2 separate regions of the Sus scrofa genome follow, and region 1 is linked to region 2. A link is a contact called in public Hi-C data. All regions are on one chromosome and are shown on one strand. Each heading gives the region's core, a stretch centred on a gene start, on an enhancer-like site or on the middle of the called end of the contact. The rest is flanking DNA. Distances are from core to core; before and after follow the strand shown.

What was found. A called contact is a pair of places that touch in the nucleus more often than the background predicts.
Region 1: a contact with region 2 is called in a Hi-C map of liver, with 2.8 times the contacts expected there. The contact joins the promoter of IER3 here to the promoter of C7H6orf136 in region 2. A contact is called at or near these places in 1 of 5 promoter capture datasets (fetal liver), 12 of 47 Hi-C or Micro-C datasets (alveolar macrophages, blood, embryonic fibroblasts and 7 more) and 2 of 2 datasets of contacts at active chromatin or transcription factors (alveolar macrophages and skeletal muscle).

Annotation. Positions count from the first base shown.
Region 1 is chr7:23,263,815-23,268,548 of Sscrofa11.1, reverse strand. It overlaps IER3 (radiation-inducible immediate-early gene IEX-1), which reads left to right and starts at 1,644. Exons shown (of 2, transcript XM_001927551.4): 1 at 1,644-1,959; 2 at 2,056-2,989. The coding sequence starts at 1,681. The coding sequence ends at 2,247. FLOT1 (flotillin 1) reads left to right here and starts at 3,951. Exons shown (of 12, transcript NM_001128483.1): 1 at 3,951-3,993; 2 at 4,280-4,355; 3 at 4,442-4,532. The coding sequence starts at 3,951.
Region 2 is chr7:23,182,108-23,187,017 of Sscrofa11.1, reverse strand. C7H6orf136 (chromosome 7 open reading frame, human C6orf136) reads right to left here and starts at 1,288. Exons shown (of 6, transcript NM_001243459.1): 1 at 1,120-1,288. The coding sequence starts at 1,191. It also overlaps a transcript of ATAT1 not described here.

The sequences.
Region 1 (4,734 bases), core at 395-2,894, 81 kb before region 2:
AATATACACAGGACCCTGTGTTTTCTCTGCACTGTTGTTTCTTGACTGCTCCTCCTCTGCTTCTGCATTCCCTGCCTTCCCTAATTAGTAATTCTCTGAATCTGCCCTTTGGAACCCAGGGAAGGTCTAGGAGGCTGAAGCCTTTTCCCTACAAACAGGAAACAGGGGACATGGGAAGGCTTTTGTACCCAGGAGAGCCCCACAGGGTCCTGCTCAGTTTTACCACTATTCCTTTACTGGAAACTCACCATGAGATTGTTTTTCTTATGATTCCCCAAACACATCCTGTACTTTTCCGCTCAAGGCCTTTGCTGATTCCATTCTCTTTCTCAGTCATCTTCCACATCTGACTCTGTGGTATCCCCCCCACTGTTCAAGGTCCTTTCAAATGCCATTATTCCCTGAAGCCTCGCCTGATTGATTAGACAGACATGAACAGTAGTTCTCCTGGCATCTGGCATGCCCGGCTCCCCAGCACACATGAGGAAACTCCCCTTGGTACTCAACAGTACCATTTAACAGGAAGCCTGGCTCCATGAATGCTCAAAAGATGTTATATTCTGTGTCCGTGAACAGCTATTTCTAAGGCAGTTAAAGAAAATGTGTCAGTTCTCGAGTTATTGTCATTACCACATTTGCAAAATGTCTCGCAGTTTAAATGTTCCTCACATAAACTTAAATCCGGGTGGCTACTAACTTCTTGCCTTTGTATTTTGTGTCCTCTGCTCCAGCCATGTATGAACATTTGTGCACATTGCTGGGTTGCCCCTGTGTGGTGTCTGCACCTTTGTTCTGTGTATGCGTGTGTGTGTTGTGTGTATATTGAAGGGTAGCAGAATATGTCACCCCAAAATGTGCCTCTTTGGAGCATGCGGATTATTTTGAGCAGAAGGCAATCAAGATCAACAGACTCTGGAAAAGCTTTTTACCTCTCCCTTAACTGCCTAAATAACTTAAGTAGGGGGCCTGACCCAGGGAGAGATAGCTTTCATCTGCAAGATTTACCTGCTTGGCAGGGCAAACATCTAATTAGCAAACATCCTCCTGTGAATTACCTACCTCCCCTTCAAGCCCCAGGTCCCTATCTCATTCCTTAGCTCTGGATGGTTTATAAACCTCAACTGAATGACTGCCTTTGAATCTCAAGTCTTCATGGGCTCCTGTAAGCATGCAATTAAATTTGTTTTCTCTTGTTAATCTATCCTATGTCAATTTAATTATTAGACCAGCCAAAGGAGAAATTTTTCTGCCTCTGCAGTGTGGTGTGTGTGTGCCAGTGTATTGGTTTCCCTTAGGCTTTTTGGCTATTTCTGTAGTGACTTGCCTCTTAATCCCCACAGACGTGTGAATGTGCATGTGTAACTGTGGTTCTTTTGTTGGGTCAATATTGTAGCAGAATGGCCAGACTTCCTTATTTAAGCCTTCCTGCCTCCCCAGAGATGGGGCTTGTGGCTGAACCATCTCAAACAGTCTGTGGGCACCTCTCCAGCTGCTACATGTCCCCACATGTGTCCACAGCCCGGGATTTCACCCGCCTCCACTCACAACTCACAACACACACTTGAGGCCTTCCTTGACCCTGGCCAACTCTCCACCCCCTCCCTTTGCTTAACCGTCGGAATTTCCAGCCGCCCGGCCAACCGCTCTCAGCCGCGGGTGGAGTTGAGTAAGGGCCCGCCCATGCTCGAGTACATAACTGGCGCGGCGGGGCTGTGGGGCCAGTCGTCCTTCTGTTCAGCTCGGCGCACAATGTGTCACTCTCGCAGCTCTCTCCCTACCATGACCATCCTGCGGGCCCCGACCCCGGCCCCCTCCACCAGCCCGGTGCCCCGGCGAGGCTCTGGTCCCGAGATATTCACCTTCGATCCTCTCCCGGAGCCCGCGGTGGCCCCCGCCGCGCGCCCCAGCGCCTCCCGCGGGCTCCGAAAGCGCAGCCGTCGGGTCCTCTACCCACGAGTGGTGAGTGTCGGCGAAGCGGACAGCCCGGGGGAAGAGCAGGGTAAACCACTGGATGCCGGGGCCCTGACCTAACCCCCTTTTGTCATCTCCCCTCAGGTCCGGCGCCAGCTGCCAGTCGAGGATCCGAACCCTGCCAAAAAGCTACTCTTTCTCCTGCTTACCATCGTCTTCTGTCAGATCCTGATGGCTGAAGAGGGTGTGTCGGCACCCCTGGCCCCTGAAGACACCCCCAGCGCCCCATCCCCCGCGCCCACCGCTGCGCCCCCAGTTCTTGAGCCCTTAATCTGACCTCGGAGCCCTCGGACTACGCTTTGGACCTCAGCACTTTTCTCCAGCAACACCCAGCCGCTTTCTAACCCTGACTGCCCACACCCCCAAAAGAATCTGAAAACACAAGGAAACACCGGGTGTACCTGGTGCGCAAGAGCGTATCCCAAACTGGGACTCCTGAGGCAACTCACACTCAGAACACTACAGCGGAGACGCCCGCCCTGGGAGCCTGGGAGAGACAGGCACCGACACGCTGGGGCTGGGCCGGATGGGGAGGAAGACTGTTGTTAATTTATTTCTCATTGCTCCTAATAATATTTATATGTATTTATGTATGTCCCCCTAGGTGATGGAGGGGGGCACCTAATATTTATTTTAACTTATGCTGCGGAGCGAGATGTGCTCCCTGCTGCAAGTGCAGATCTCTGGGTATTTATTGAGTTCTGTGGGATTGGTGGAGGCAAGCACCAGAACTGAGGGAGGGTGGGAGAGGGATGGAGAAAACTCGGGTCCGGGCTGGGAATCGAAGACGGTGGTGGGTCCTAGGTTTAGCGGGTGACACTTTAGGTCCTCCAGCATCTGAACTCTCGGCTCTACTATGTGAGGCTTCGGGGGACCGTGGAAATATTGTCCTTGGCCTTCGATCTCCTTGAAGTTGCCCCCAAGGGGTGGCTGCGGGGGTGAGTGGGCTGTCAGAGGGCGGCTGTGGGGTCGCCCAGTATGTTCTGTGAACACAAATAAACTTGATTTACTGTCAACAGTCATGTGAGTGTCTCTGCAAGCGGTGATGCCCACTCCTCATAGACTTCAGGCTCCAGGGCCGGGCGGGAGGAGCCACGACCACATCCCCAGAGGGCTCTCCTCCCGGGGGCCCTGGGCTCCCGCCCCGAGACTCGAGGCTCGGAACCCAGCATCCGGTGACCGGATGCTGTCGTTCGTTGCCCAGTCTGCGGTATTCCCAGTTAGTTTCTGCGGGGCAAATCCGAGATGAGTCAATCTCTCACCCCGGGGTGCGGGACACACGAAGGTCACGTCCCGCGCGCTGGGGCGGAGCGTGGGGAGGGGCGTGAGGCGGGGCTCCCAGTCCCACTCGTGGCTCGCTCGGCCGCAGGGGTGGGCGGGGAACTTGCGAGCTGCGGGCCGGAGCAGGGCCTGCCGGGAAAGGGGCGGGCCGAGCGCCGGGGGCGGGTGGGGTGCTGCGGGGGGCGGGGTCGTGTCTGCCGCAGCAACAGGGTGTGGCCGGGTAGGGGGCGCGGGCGCCAAGCCAGATCCCGCTTCTTGAAAGGCCTTGCGCGAGCTTCCCCTGCTTCGCGCACGGGTCCCTTGCGCGCCCCCGCCCTGCCAGGGACCCCTGCCCGGCCGCCGCCTGCGTCCAGGAAGGTAGTTGGGGGAGGGGAGATGGAGTCGGGCTGCGGAGGAGCGGGGAGGGTGGTGCAAGGGTCTGGGGGCCTTTAGGGGCTGGGAGAAGGGAGAAACAGTCATTTCTGAAGGTGGGGCAGGGACAGCAAGGGGCAGGGAGCAGGCAGTCGCTGGGGATCTGCGAAATTGCACAGGGAAAAAGCCTTAGCGGATCCATGGGTGAGGAAGCGACTGGGCCGCTGCGGCCACAGACTGGGCGGGACTGCCAGGGAAAAGGAAGAGGTTTACTCCTGTGTACTCCACGGCGCCCCTTCCGATCTGCAAAGGCTTTCTATCCCCCTCCTCCAGCTCCACCTTGAGCCATGTTTTTCACCTGTGGCCCAAACGAGGCCATGGTGGTCTCTGGTAAGTATTGTTCTCATCTCATCTAGTGACCCGCACCCCCCTCCGTCCCTGCAGAGGCCCCTTCCTCCTCTCCCTACCAGCTCCCCAGCGCCAAGCCTTCCGCCCACACCACCCCTCACGGCTGCAAGCGATACCCTTCCAAGGCCCAGGCTCCCCGCCCCCTGCCCCGCCCGCTCCCGGATTTCCTCGTGGGGATGCCCCCCCGCCCTTGCCCAGTTCTCTCTTCCACGTTCCAGCTCTACTTTGGCCACCAGCCACCACAGCCCACTGCCTCTCGACCTTCCAGGTTTCTGCCGGAGCCCCCCAGTCATGGTGGCTGGAGGTCGTGTCTTTGTCCTGCCCTGCATCCAGCAAATCCAGAGGTAGGTGAGAGGAGAACTAAGGAAAGGGAACCCTTGTCTTCTCTCTTTCCTCCTTTTCACACTGTTCACTCCTTCTTTTTCCCTAGGATCTCTCTCAACACATTGACTCTCAATGTCAAGAGTGAAAAGGTTTACACTCGCCATGGGGTCCCCATCTCAGTCACTGGCATTGCCCAGGTGAGGCTTTCAGAGCCTTTCCCTCAAAGCCTACTCCCCTGTCACTTTCTCTATCCCCAGACGTTAAGATTCTTCTGACCGTGGCTTTCCCAACCTCTGCAGATGAGAAATGTCTCCACTTCTCCAGTGACTCCCAAGGCACCTGACTTCTCCCCACTTTTCTCCCAGCTTCCCCCTGGCTTCATGAGACCTTTAGGTTATC
Region 2 (4,910 bases), core at 39-2,538:
GACAAAAGTACAAATGCCTCTCCCAAACATTAGCAATTAACTTTAGATTTAAGATTTCAACATTATTTGGGGGCAAGTTTGCCTCTCTCAAATGTGCAAGAATCCACATTTGAAGAATGACCAAATGAATGAATTAACAGGTCTCATAGATAAAATGATGTGGCCTGTAACACAGCTCCACGAGTGTGTGAGGCAGATGTATAGAGAAAAGAACATCCAACTGGAACTAGGAGACTTGAGTTCCAATTCTGTATGCAACCTTCAGGCACTCTCATTCCCTAAGCCTGAGTTTCCATTAAATGTCCTATAAACGAGAACTGTGAAGCCACAGAGTTATTATGAGGACTATATGAGATAATAAATATAAATAAAACTGCCTCCTGTAAAGCAATATATAAATGTAAGCTCATCATCTGGGCTCCTCTAATGACACGGAAAAGCCCAGGAGACTGTTAAAGGCTGGATGGACCTGGTTTACTGACGGTGAAACATCAATAAGGGGGAGGTTACCCCAAATCAGGCCTAAGCTCCCAAGAAAACCTCTAGGGGTCTCATTATCTAGGGGGGGACGGGCGGGCCGCGCAGGTACCTCCGTCCCCGACCGTGTCCCGGTGGCGCCGTCTCCGCCGGGGGCGTGGCCATCTTGCCCGCCCAGGCGCAGGGGCCTGAACCGGGTCCACCTGGGCCGGCCTTCCCGCCGGGACCGCTATCCGGGTGCAAGATGCGCGGGCTGCACAGCGCGGCCCGCAGGTCCGTCTGGTCGGCTCCTGGGCGGCAACGCGAACCTCTCCGCCCCCTGCCCTTCAAATCACCTCCAGACACAGGTAACCGCAGAGACGCGGGCGAAATGCGGACGAGCCCCGCCGCCCCAGCTTCAACCCCGCCTGCCTCCGCAGACCCGGGAAAACGCGCAGCCCATTGCGCATCAGGGCTGGCGACGCCAACCTCGCGTCCCCGCGACCCCTCGCCCCTCCACGCGCCGCTGGGCACAGGTGGGAAGGAATAGTGGGACGTCACCGCGCCTGCGCAGAACGGGACGCGCGCTCCGCCCCGGCTCTGAGGAGGGTCTCTCCCCGCCCCCTCCTCTCCCCTCCCCTCCCGCTTCCTCTCTGCTCTCACCTGGGGACGAGCCTGATAGGCACGGAGGCAGGAGCCGAGACGCCGGGCCGCCCCCCGGCTGGGCTGGTACATGATCTTCCGGGAGTGGAGAGAGCGCCTCTGGTGTCCGGTCTCCGGCCTCCTCACAGGGGTGAGCGCGCCCCGGAGCCGGCTTCTTGAAGGGGAAAGGAGGGGGGGTGAGGGACTGAGGGGAGGGAAACCGAGATGTTGCGCGCTTGCGCACTGCGGCGGGTTCCAGGGAGGCGGTGAGGCGCTGATCTGCAGTAAGTGCGCCTGCGCTAGCCGGATCGGAGGCTGCCTCAAGAGCGCTTGCGCAGTGGATTAGCGGCCTTGAGCAAGGCTCTCACCTGCGGCGCTTGCGCAAAAGTCGGAGATGATGGGGCTGAGCAGGGTGTGCCACGAATGAGGGGTGGGTTTGAAATAATGACAGTCGCATTTTTCATTAACTCTTGTGATAAAAATAAATACTTTATTTCTGTGGTTAAAAATAAGATACAAATGACTTGGCACTGATAAGAACGCCTGTCCAATGAATGAAAGGATGGATATATCCACTGTGAGGGTAAGCTTTGGCTACGTCCTGTGTGTGAGAGAGAAATAATACTGACTTTAAAGGTGTGAGAGGGAGCTGTGGTCACCAAGGCCTGGTACTGCGACTTTCCTGCAAGTTTCGAATGAACCTGGCGTTGAACATGTCCCCACCCATTGTCCAGGACCGGGCTGGTGGAGCCTGGGCCTGTGGAGGAACTGTGTGCAAGGGTTCTTCCCCAGACCCATCCTGTGACAAGACCTGCTCCTCACTGGCAGACCTAGTAGGCGGGGAGGGAGATAGAGAGTGGGTTACCGGGGTACACAGTGAGAATTAATATCACAGCTTCTTCAAAGTCTGTCGGTCTAGTGTAAAGGACATGTGATGGGGTATGAGGCTGGAACCATTAGTGCTATGTCCCAACTTGAAACCCCTCAGAGAACGCCAAAGGGAAGCAGTGAAGTTGAACCTAGGGGGAAAGAGGCTTGTAGGATGTTAGGTCAAAGGCTTTGTGGGAGGAACTGATACTCAATTCAGAGTGAGATTTAGGAGGAAGCAGCCGAGAGTGATGTTGGGAAAGAAGTCTGAGGCGGTGGGAGGCTGGTAGGGGAGGGGCTCAGACCTCACCTATTCTCTGTTTCCTGCTCCCCCTGCTTCAGTTCTTGGCTGCCTGTGGAAATACCAGGCATGTGTATGGGAAGTCTGGAGGAGGTTGTGAATATGGCCTTGATTTGAGGGTAAGAAGATGAGTAACTTACCTGTATTGGGGGGTGAGGAATTCACCTGCCCATGGCGGCTATAACAGCAGCTTTGGGCTACCAGCCCTGGGGGAGTCCCCCTGTAGAAGAAATGTGAGATGATGGGGAAGAGGGCCACAGGATGAAATATGGGTGGGTACGGAGGAATTAAGAGGAGAAGAATAAAAGCAACAGCATAGGAATAGAGGGAGGGGTGGTCATCATTCCTATGGGGCTTTAATCTAAGTTGTGTCCCAAAGAAGGGAAGGGAGCTCACTTTATACCCCAAGATTTCCTGGAGCAGTCCTGATTTGCTGCTTTTTTATTTCTGATTGAGGTAATGTGTTAAAAGTAAGGCTAAATGTGATCTAAATCATATCATAAAAACAGATACAAATATAGGCAAAAAAAATTTTGTTGGACCAGGTGCCCTGATGTTTGGTTTGGAAAACATGGTTACCTTAATTATCAGATACCTCAGCCGGAGGGAAACAGGGAGTGACAAGGATGAATTTAGGAGGACAAGGATTATCTTGAGAAAGAGATCCAAGGGTTTAGTGAGAGAGAGGCCAGGAAATCAGAGTGGGAACAGGAATCCAGGAAACAATTAGGGGACTGTTGTCAGGAGGCAATTAGTGGATTCCAGAGGCATTGGTAAATCTTAACATCTCAGCAAGGGCTAGCCTTGGGTAAAGGGTAGGAGTTATCAGGGAGAGCTAGAGGTTTCTGCAGAGGATGGAGCAGTAGATGTAGATGCCTGCAACAGTGGGATCCAGTGACTACAGTAGAAGAGACAGAATCTGCAGAAGATCCAGCAATGAAGACACCAGATCCTGCAAAAGGGACTCTGAGACTCCTTGCTGGAAGATCTGCAGATCTGAGAGGTGAGGAAGAGAGAGGGACAGAGGTCCTGAGATCCCAGGAAAATAAGGGGTGGAAAATAAGGGGTGACGTACAAATGAGGCTGAGACCTTAAAGGTTTGGGGTTTTTTTTTTTTTTTGAAGTTTTTTCATTGAAAATGTCCATTTAAAAAACACAAAAGAATTCACACTTTATTCAGACAACACTGAGAGGAAGAAGAAAAAGGAGGGGTGAGTCAGAAGAGAGGGAGATCCTGCTCCCAAGGATTTGGGGGAACACAGCAGGGGTACCTGATCTAGCACACATTCAGAGGGTCGGGAGAGGGAAGGGTGTTGTCCACTCTGGGTGTGGAGCAGGGAGGAAGGCTCTTGCTATGGAGGAAGGAAGGAAGGCTAGGGGAAGAGCTCCCCCGCCTCATCTCAAGACAATCTCACGAGACAGGAATCTATCGGCATCTAGCTTCCGGGGAGGGATGGCTGCAAGAGGGTGTTCCAGAAGCTAATAGAGCCTGGAGACTCAGGCTTAGCTTCTGGAACTCGGCCAAGAGTGACCCTGGGGTGCTGGCTGGGATTGACGCCAAGAAGCAAACTCCCTTACAGAACCTGGATCTGGGGGAAGTGGTGGTGTCTGTTAAAAGTGTGGCGAGTCTTTAGAGGCCCAAAGCAGACATAAGCTTGGGGGTCCCCTGACACATACACAGAACATGTGGAAATTAAGTGTTTGGCAATGTTGAGTGATCCCTCTGGGGAGTTGGTAGGTCCCTGTCCTACCTGACTGGACTGCTCTCAGCAGGGCTCATTCACTGGCGGCTGTCAGCAGGTGGAGATGGTGGCTGTGGTCGGTAGCACAAAGCAGTATTAGAGCTACCAGCAGACAGTGTAGAGAGACTATGGGACTTATTCCATGGACAAGACTCTAAATTTAAAAGGTTTCCCTGGCAGAGGAGGCCCTTGGACCTTCCATGGTGTTCTAGAATCTGACAGCAAGCAAGAGTGTGCTTCTCTGGGTAGTTAGTAGAGCCGCCCAATGAAGAGGCTGGCGGCAGGTCAGGCTGTGTGTGGGAGAGTGTAGAGAGCCCAGGTCAGGAGAGGAGGGGTGCTTTCTGTGAAAAGCTAGAAGGTATCAGGCCAGCTGGGACCCTGACAACCCAGTTGTCCAAGACAGGGAAGGGGGAATGCCATGGGCTCTGTCAGGTTCCCCTAGGTCCTGGGGGCTGTGATGGGAGATCAGGTTGGGGGTTCTCAGGAAGAGGGGTCTCTGCCAGGTCTCTCGGGGTGGGGAGGGGGTAAGGGTTGGGGTGGGATGAGCTGTCTGTCAGTATCGACTCTCATCAGAGCGGGGAAGGGAGCTGTGGAAGGATGTTATGGACAGGAGGAAGGGAGAGGGAAAATGGGGGAGAGAGAAAAACAGAAAGAGCAGTCAGAGGTGAAGAGAAAGCCGGGGAGAGAAATAAAGGAGAGGCCCACTCTCTGCTTGCCAGGATGGGATCCTGCCCACGAGGCACTGGCCCGGGGCCAGTGGCTCCCCACACTGTCAGAGATACTGTCCCTCCCCAGCAAGGGTTAAACCACGATTTCCCCATTTGAGAGGCTCAGTCCCTGCCTCCACAGGATCTGTGTCCTTCCTACCCCTCCTCCCAGCTCCCACTGCAGCTAGGGTCCTA